Linked DNA regions of Hordeum vulgare: regions 1 and 2 are each linked to region 3. Evidence: chromatin contacts called from public Hi-C data. All regions are on one chromosome and are shown on one strand. Each heading gives the region's core, a stretch centred on a gene start, on an enhancer-like site or on the middle of the called end of the contact. The rest is flanking DNA. Distances are from core to core; before and after follow the strand shown.

The links. A called contact is a pair of places that touch in the nucleus more often than the background predicts.
Region 1: a contact with region 3 is called in a Hi-C map of seedling, with 2.3 times the contacts expected there. The contact joins two enhancer-like sites. A contact is called at or near these places in 2 of 6 Hi-C or Micro-C datasets (leaf and seedling).
Region 2: a contact with region 3 is called in a Hi-C map of leaf, with 3 times the contacts expected there. The contact joins the promoter of LOC123426205 here to the enhancer-like site in region 3. A contact is called at or near these places in 2 of 6 Hi-C or Micro-C datasets (leaf and an unstated tissue) and 1 of 1 datasets of contacts at active chromatin or transcription factors (embryo).

The regions. Positions count from the first base shown.
Region 1 is chr2H:336,098,018-336,100,717 of MorexV3_pseudomolecules_assembly, reverse strand. No RefSeq gene overlaps it. Among protein-coding and RNA genes, the nearest start is that of LOC123426204, 3.4 kb to the right of the region's middle. Within about 2 kb of position 1,442, at least 3 of the 3 cell types and tissues checked have open chromatin away from gene starts, as enhancers often do. A contact at or near this core is called in leaf and seedling, where this site is marked.
Region 2 is chr2H:336,291,875-336,294,574 of MorexV3_pseudomolecules_assembly, reverse strand. LOC123426205 (calcium-dependent protein kinase 17) reads right to left here and starts at 1,259. Exons shown (of 8, transcript XM_045109994.1): 1 at 327-1,259. The coding sequence starts at 1,098.
Region 3 is chr2H:335,483,526-335,486,225 of MorexV3_pseudomolecules_assembly, reverse strand. No RefSeq gene overlaps it. Among protein-coding and RNA genes, the nearest start is that of LOC123430055, 450 kb to the right of the region's middle. Within about 2 kb of position 1,450, at least 3 of the 3 cell types and tissues checked have open chromatin away from gene starts, as enhancers often do. A contact at or near this core is called in leaf and seedling, where this site is marked.

The DNA.
Region 1 (2,700 bases), core at 193-2,692, 610 kb before region 3:
ACACCCATGCCCCCTGATCGGATGACTGGCATTATTCCAGGGCCATGGAACCTTCATTCTGCCCCTACTTGGTGTGCACATGGTAATAGGATTACGACCTACTAAGTCATATTAACTTTCAGGAAGACCTGTGGCAGCACAAAAAGTAAGGTGACGCACTAACAAAAGTGGATCTACAGTCGACTCAGAAGGTTTAAGTTTTCCTGCGAGGGTTAACAACACACAATTTTTTGAATGATATAACATAGTGTTAGCACCATCACACCTCGATATCCCCTCACTGATCACTCTTGTCACAATGAGATGTCAGTTCCATGGTCACATATTTAGCACGGCAAACCTTACTCCAAGGTTGTCCAGACCAGCATGGCATACGTGGCATGAGGTAGTACCCACTCACCATCTGCATCACATACTCAATAGCAAGAAAATATCCATCACATCCATTTATGCAAAGCATGATTCTGTGTGGGAGCTCTTATCAAAGTAACGCAGTCGTGCATCCATACATCGGAACAAGCAATCACACAAATTAAGGCAAAATCAGAGTTCAAGATCTTACCCTGGGAATGAAGAAGGGTGGTGTGCAACCCAAAAATCTTGAAGGAGTTATCATCGCCCTAATTTGCTACTTTGAAAATATTCAATTTAACACACAATTCTAAAACAGCACATAAAAGTTGTTTGATCTTTTGAAATATATATGAAAATAAACTAGGTGGAGTTAGGGAAAAAATAGAAAAAGAATCAACTCATTTGGAGTTGTGTTTTAAAAGTTATGAGCAGTATAAGCTCTAATCAAAATCTGGTTTTAAAATAAAATATAAAAGAAAACATTTCAGTAGGAAATACACTTTCGAAATAGAGAGATGCACTTCGGGGCATGGCTTTCCTGAAGAGAAAATGCACCAAGGGTTTCTGCGCCAGCAGGGCTGGGGCTGGCTCATCGATAGGTGGAACCCACCTATGGTGTTCGTCTCCCTCCTCTCATGTGCACGACAGGGCTGATGTTGACGGTGATTGCCGGTGCTAGGGGCAGCATTTCTAGGGCGGGGCACACCAGCGTACTCTGGGGAAGGGGCTAGTTTTCTAGAGGGTGCAGGGGTTGCCGGAGAGCTCGGGAGTGAGCACCACTTCAACCATGGTGGTCGGATGGTTTCGGCGATCATAGCTCCGCCTGTGGATTGCCGCCCATGGAAATGGGCATGGGGATGGGTTCTAGGGTCGAGGGCAAAGTTACAGGGGCTAGGGTGGGTTGGTTGAGGCTCGGGTTCGCCGGAATTCAACCGTACGTTGGCGGCGGTGAAACAGCCGGTGGCGAGCACGGTGGATGGCTCCGACCAAATTGGAGCAAGGGGGAGATGGCAATGGGTCTAGGGGGTCACTGGGTTGCTTTGGGTGCACGGGTCCTCCTTTTATAGCCACACAGTGGCAGTTCTGCGCCGGCCCAAGGATAAGATCACGGGCGACCAATTCTGGCGATGACACGGGAGGTAGGGCTAGTCTGGCGGGGCTGAGAGTTAGTAGACTGATGTAGTAGTGGTCCATGGGGTTAGCTGGCATGTGGGGAAGGCTTGGGAAGTGTTGGCCACTGCATCGGCAGAAGCGGACGCCGACTAACCATGAGGGTTGTTGTGGCAGCTGTTAGCCACTGCAACGGTAGAAGCGGACGCCGGATTGTCGCGAGGGTTGCCGTGGTTGCTGCTTTGAGCATCCAAACTGCGGTGAAGCTCTAACGGGGTCACAATTGGGCTGGCTAACGGGAAGGTTGGGGCGGGCCTCAAGGATCCATTAGGTCTTCCAAATAATACAAACTGGTTGCTGGAGGTGGTGGCAACTCCACATCTTACCGAGGTTCATTGAGCAACTGACGTGCGGTTGACAACTAGATCAAAGGTGATTTGATCGATCAGTGCCTCTTGCGCTCTCAAATCGCGCACAACCGGTACTAAAGCAGGGCCTTCCTCAAGGTCTTCACTGGCAACTTGGGTCGGGCTACCATAGCCTTCACGACTAGGATAGTAGCAGAACAGTCGGCTATTCATCCACGGTGACAAATGTCGCAGATGGACTATAGCTTCTCGGGCTGCAAGCTGACAGGCTTGGGGTTCATTGCCGGCTGCTCTACTAGTAAAATGGCAAGGGCATTCAAGTGAGGAACTCCCGCCATAGATGTGCATCATGGACCAAAAGCTGACGGATAGCATCTCGAGGCTCATCATGGACCAAAAACATGGCGGTTTGAGGTTGGCAAGGATGACTACAAAGTCTCCATGCTCGGATGCAGTGGTCTTGTTGAAAACAACTCGGCCAAGCATCTTGTTCATCTAGGGTTATTGGGGTGAGTTCAAGGTCGTGGTTTGCTAGGTTGAGTCAAGGCTCTCGTTTATAAGCTAAGGAGTTTTCCATCGCATGCTAGGGGATGCGACAACTCCAGTGTCGGTCATAGATACACAACTTCCGGGCTGGGCTGACAGGTTGGGCACCGACTCTAAAAAGGTGTCATATGGCCACTGTGGTTGGCTGTTGCGTAGGCTAGGCTGGCTTGTGGATGCATAAATACCCGGTCTAGGGATGGCGACCTAGCTAAGATAGGTTTAGCCAATGGTCAGCCTGGCTCTAATACCAATGTTCTAGCGACCGGTTTTTTGGAAAAACAATTTTCAGAAAATAGGCCCTTGAGTTCATCAGCCCCAGGAC
Region 2 (2,700 bases), core at 10-2,509, 810 kb before region 3:
TACTTGTAGACGCTTAAGTATCCCTGGTTTACACATTACTACTGTCACACAATGTATTTATCCCTGAAACTGGAATTATGAGTCGATTACTAGACATGAAAACTGATCAAAAACACTTCAAATAATCCTAGTAGTCTAGCACAATAGTATTCAACAGCTCGTATTAAATAAAGATTCTCAACTGAAAGCTGCAAGTGCACCAATACAACACATCCACCGGGATAGCAGCTCAAGCTAGCACTGTCCATGATATATATAAAAAGTTGCACCAGCAAAATGTCATGCATGTTCTACAGTACAGCCAGCACCAAGGATAGAGGCCAGACCTGGTTTGAAAAAGATAGAGAGACCGAAATCAATGGTCTTGAGTGGCGAGTCCTCCTTTTGGTTCACAAACAAGAAATTCTCTGGCTTGAGGTCTCTGTGCATGACCCCAAGAGAATGGCAAGCCTCCACAATCCCAATGATTACTCTAGCCAGCTGCGCGGCGGCCTTCTCAGAGTAGTGCCCCCGCTGTATGATCCTGTCGAACAGCTCCCCTCCCGCACAGAGCTCCATGACGAGGTGCACGGCAACAGCATCCTCGTAAGCCCCGACGATGGAGATCACGTTGGGGTGGCCGGCGAGGTGGTGCATGATCTGGATCTCGCGGCGCACGTCCTCGACGTCCTCCTCGGTGACGAGCTTCCGCTTTGCAATGGACTTGCAGGCGAACTCCTTCCCCGTGGCCTTTTCGACGCACTTGTAGGTGGTGCCAAACTGGCCCTGCCCCAGCTTCTTGCCTAGGGTGTAGAGGTCCTTGATGCGCTCCGAGTCGCGCTTGAGGACGGATTCGGCGAGGAGGCCGGCGCTCTGGACGCGCTTTACCTTGGGCTTGTTAGGATTGGAGGAGGGAGAGGAGAGGTCGGAGTCGTCGATGGTCTCGAGATCGGGGGCCGCGGACGAGGTGGAGGAGCATATGGAGGGGCAGGAGTTGGGCTGTGGGACTGCCGGCTCGGCGCGGGCGGCGCCGGGGCGCCAGAGTACGGCGACGGCGACGGTGTTGAAGAATCCGTGGCGATCCGGCGTGGCGCTGGGGCCGGAGCAGGTGTTCCCCATCGCGCCGGCGATGGGGGCGGCAGAGGCCTAGGCAAACGGCGGCAGCAACGACGGCATGCGGCGGCGTGGAGACTCGGGGATTGGATCGGAGGAGGATTGGTGGAGGAGAGGAGATGGCCGGAGATGGCCGAGGCGGGGAGGGGCTCGTGCGGCTGACATGTGGCCCACGTGAAACTGCGGGGCCGGCTTGGCAGTGGGCATAGGGGGTGTGTCGGGGAAGCGAGCGGCGCGGGATGGCGATGCGCGCCAGATCGGACGGAGGGGACGTGGGATAATTTGCGTGTCCTGTTCGATCCTTATATTACTCTCCCTCTCAAAATAAGTATCTATAAAATTGTATTAAGCTTGAGACAGTTATTTTAGGACAGAAGAAGTATTAGGAATCATTGATGACGCACGTTGTCGTGTTCGTGCATTTTATTATTGAAAGTTTTATAAATGTAGATATTAATTGATTCCTAAATTTAAAGGTAATTTCAACTTTATGATTGCCATCATTTTTCATCTCATCTCTATATCAATTCAGAACTGGGCATTAATAATGAAAAGGTGAAAAGGAGGCATCAGTTGTCACGTAGCAGATGTCAACACGAACACGATGCATAACAAATAAATATTCACACAAGTGACCTATAGTACAAAGTCATGAATAAGAAAACGAAGTAGAGTTATATGAGAAATGATAACCTCAAGCTTGTGCAACCAAAAAGGAAAGAACATTACACCAGAAGATCATGTTCTTACATTTCACAAATATTTGCATTATTTGACATAAATAAGGCAACACAAGAAATGTTAATCTAGCCAACATCACATCCAGATATATGTATGTTCTAATCACCAATAGAAATACTTCCATGACTTGAGCTTGGTCCTTCGCAACATGCCCTCCTAACTTGGATCTTTGGTTCTATCCATGAATTTTGCATGTTACTTGAAAATGTGTTTAGCGAAGACAGTTCTTTTGATGGAAGCATGGATGCATTCTACATTAAGTAGTAAAATTATATACTATCTAGCAATTTCATCTAAAAAGAAATGCATATTTGCTAATGATAATTATGTTAGATCTTCCAGAAATAAATGAAGATGATCTTAGCTCATATGAACTATAAATAATAACTATTTTGCCCCTACTCATACATGTAATCCTACGCATGGGCAAAATAATATTTGCTAATGATAATTATGTTAGATCTTTCAGAAATAAATGAAGATGATCTTAGCTCATATGAGCTATAAATAATAACTATTCTGCCCCTATTCATACATGTAATCCTACGCATGGGCAAAAAAGTTTGTGGGCATAAGAGAGGCAGAGAAAAGAGAGTTGCTTCATTTGATAATTACTTGACCACCAAAGGAAAGAGCTACTAGTTCACTTGTAATAAAATGCGCTCTCGTTATTTCTCACAAAGGCTTAATATTTTGTAATGGGTGGGCTCATGACGTGCTAGTGGGACAAAATCTTAGTCATGAACATGGCCTCACCCATGATACAATTTCAAGACATGTGTGTAACGTCCAAGATGCGATCCTATCCTTATTTTGGCACGAGGGCCTCGACAGGGATAGAAGCGCATCTCGTCGTTTCACAAGAAT
Region 3 (2,700 bases), core at 201-2,700:
TGGGTGCCTGTTTTTTTAGTTTAGTTTTTTATTTTTCTTTTCAGTTCCATTTTATTTTTCTACTTTAAATAATTTAGAACTTCAAACAACTTTTCTCAATTTTAAGAAACTGCAAATTTCAAAATAAAATATAGAAAAACATTTTTTTTGAGAATTCAAAAACTATTCAGGAGTTTTGAAAAAAAATTGCATATAAAAGAATGTTTAAACTTTGAGAAAATGTTCATAAAATAAAAAAGTCAACGATTTTAAACAAAAGTCCGTGTAAAAATCTTAAAAACATTTCGTTCCTATGTTTTTAGTCTCATTTTTTATTTTCATTTTTCTGTTCCATTTTTTAGTTTAAATAATTTAGAACTTTGAAAAACTTTTGCAATTTATAAAACTGGGAATTTTGAAATAAAAGTTTGAAGAAAATATAAAATGTTTGTGAATTCAAAAAATGCTCAGGATTTTTGTAAAAATATTCGCATATTCAAAAAAATGTTCATAATTTTGAGAACAATATTGGTGAAAACAATAAAAGTCCATGATTTTGAAAAAAAGTTTGTGTGTTATTTTTTGAGTGCAATTGAAAACAACTTTTGCTAATTTAAAAAATGTTCATGCATTTCAAGAAATGTCCTAAAATTTTAAAGACATAATATGATCAGCATCATTGGATATTATTATTGTTTTTTTCCCGTTGCAACGCACGGATTCTTTTGCTAGTATATATAAAAAACGTACGTAGTAAATAAAACAAGAGCAAGTCGTTGGTCTGGTGGGTAGCACATGCAAAATAAGTTCAGAGATCGCTGGTTCAAAACCCCACAGGCTGTTTCATTTCGTCTAAATTTTAGCATGTGGCCACTGACACACGGGTCTGACGAATATGCTGACGTGTCATACGCGAGTATATGCAATACGTATGCGATGTGTAGGCTAGGACCGTATTGACTACGTATTGAAGCACTTTTCAATTTCGGGGACCGTGTTGGACCTTGCCGTCGACTTCCTACGTGCAATTATCTCTCCGGTCTGGATCAGGCTCGACCCAGACTATGGCGCTCGGGATAGGGGATGTGGAACTACGCCGGCGAGGAGGTCCGATGTGATAGGGAGGCGCCGGATCTTGGCGGAGACGGAGGAAACCGGCCATCCCGCATCAAATTCGGGCTACGACTATGATAGATTAGGTGGCTGCGAGCTCCGACGGGGTCTCCATGGAGTCCTGGCATACGGGAGAGAAAGATAGGTGAAATACAGGGAGATAAGAAGAGGGAGGACAAAGGAGGAGAAGGATGGCGGCACTGGCCTGCGGCTTGGGCTCTAGCGAGCGAGGACGTGGCGGCCGGCAAGGTCCGGAGACCTCCGGCAATGGGGCAGCGGGCATGGGGATGGGGAGCTCATGAGGAGGCCATGGGTGCAAGAAGCTCGTGGGAGGCGGCGGTTGCGGACAGCGGCGGCTTGGCTTTGGGCCCGGGCATAACTCGCTCAGGCCTGGAGGGCCCGCTGTGGCTGGCTGAAGCATGGGAGGCAATAAGGGCATCTTTAATAGTCTGTATGATAGATTCGTTGGTACAAGGTTCACGTAAGCAACCAACGATGTATCATACGAGTTCTTCAATGAAGCGTATGTTAGTTTATTGAGGACCACACATATTAAATGGATATAAATAAGCTGATGACCAATGCCCATGAGCAGGAAATGAATGAAATTACCTTGGAGCTTGTGCGCAGAACGTTGGTTAAGGATCATACGATCTTATTCTCTTTCCTCTTTTATTTTATAAGCCACCTCATCACAACAATCTACATGACATATTTACCAACGATCATCATACCATCATTGGAGATGCCCTAAGTGGTGGCGGCTCGAGTTGGAGGGTGCGGATAATGATGAAAGGGGCTAGGGTTTCCAGGTTTGTACGAGGGGGTGTCCATATATAGGAGATGACTAGCAAAAGGATCCGTGCGTTGCAACGGGAGAAAAAAATATCACACGCTTTTAATCTTTTTATAATCATTTTGATTTATTAAAATAATAAGTTATAACTAACTAATGTAGTCAGCCCTATCCTATTTTGTTGAGAAATCAACCCATCCGTTGTTAATTCCATCATGATGAGAAATTGAGTGGGACAAGCAAAGCAAAACAAAGAGGCTACGTGAATTGATCAATGGACTGTTATCTTATTTCACTCGTGAGGTAGAGAATGTGGGATCAGATGACAAACTGAAGGTGGTGTTCCATTCTCTATCTCTACAACAATACAATCTTACATTCAATACATTCAGGTGCTTGGCACACGGTTGGAGGCATGGGGAGGGGATCTCCCCAGATGATGAGTTCCTGCCGGAGGAGGGGATACGATGAGGGGAGCAAGGGTTAGGCGCCTCTATCTGGCCATAAGGAGTCGTCGTTGCCGCGCCATAACCTCGGAGTTCCCCGCGTGAGCCATGGAGGCCCGCCTCCACCTGCAAGTACTTCGCGCCGCCGCGCCACCACCGTTCTGCATCGAGCAGACGCATCATCCCCAGTCACTGTAGCTGTCGCGTTGATTCGATCCAGAAGCTGTGCTCGAGCGCCGAAACGGGGGCAGCAAGCGGACAGAGGTACGGCCGCGGAGGCGGGTGGGTTGAGATGGACAACAGTGGTGGTTGAGGTCGGCCACGGCGGCGAGTGGTGTGGCAGCGGCCTGGGCACACGCCAGGGTG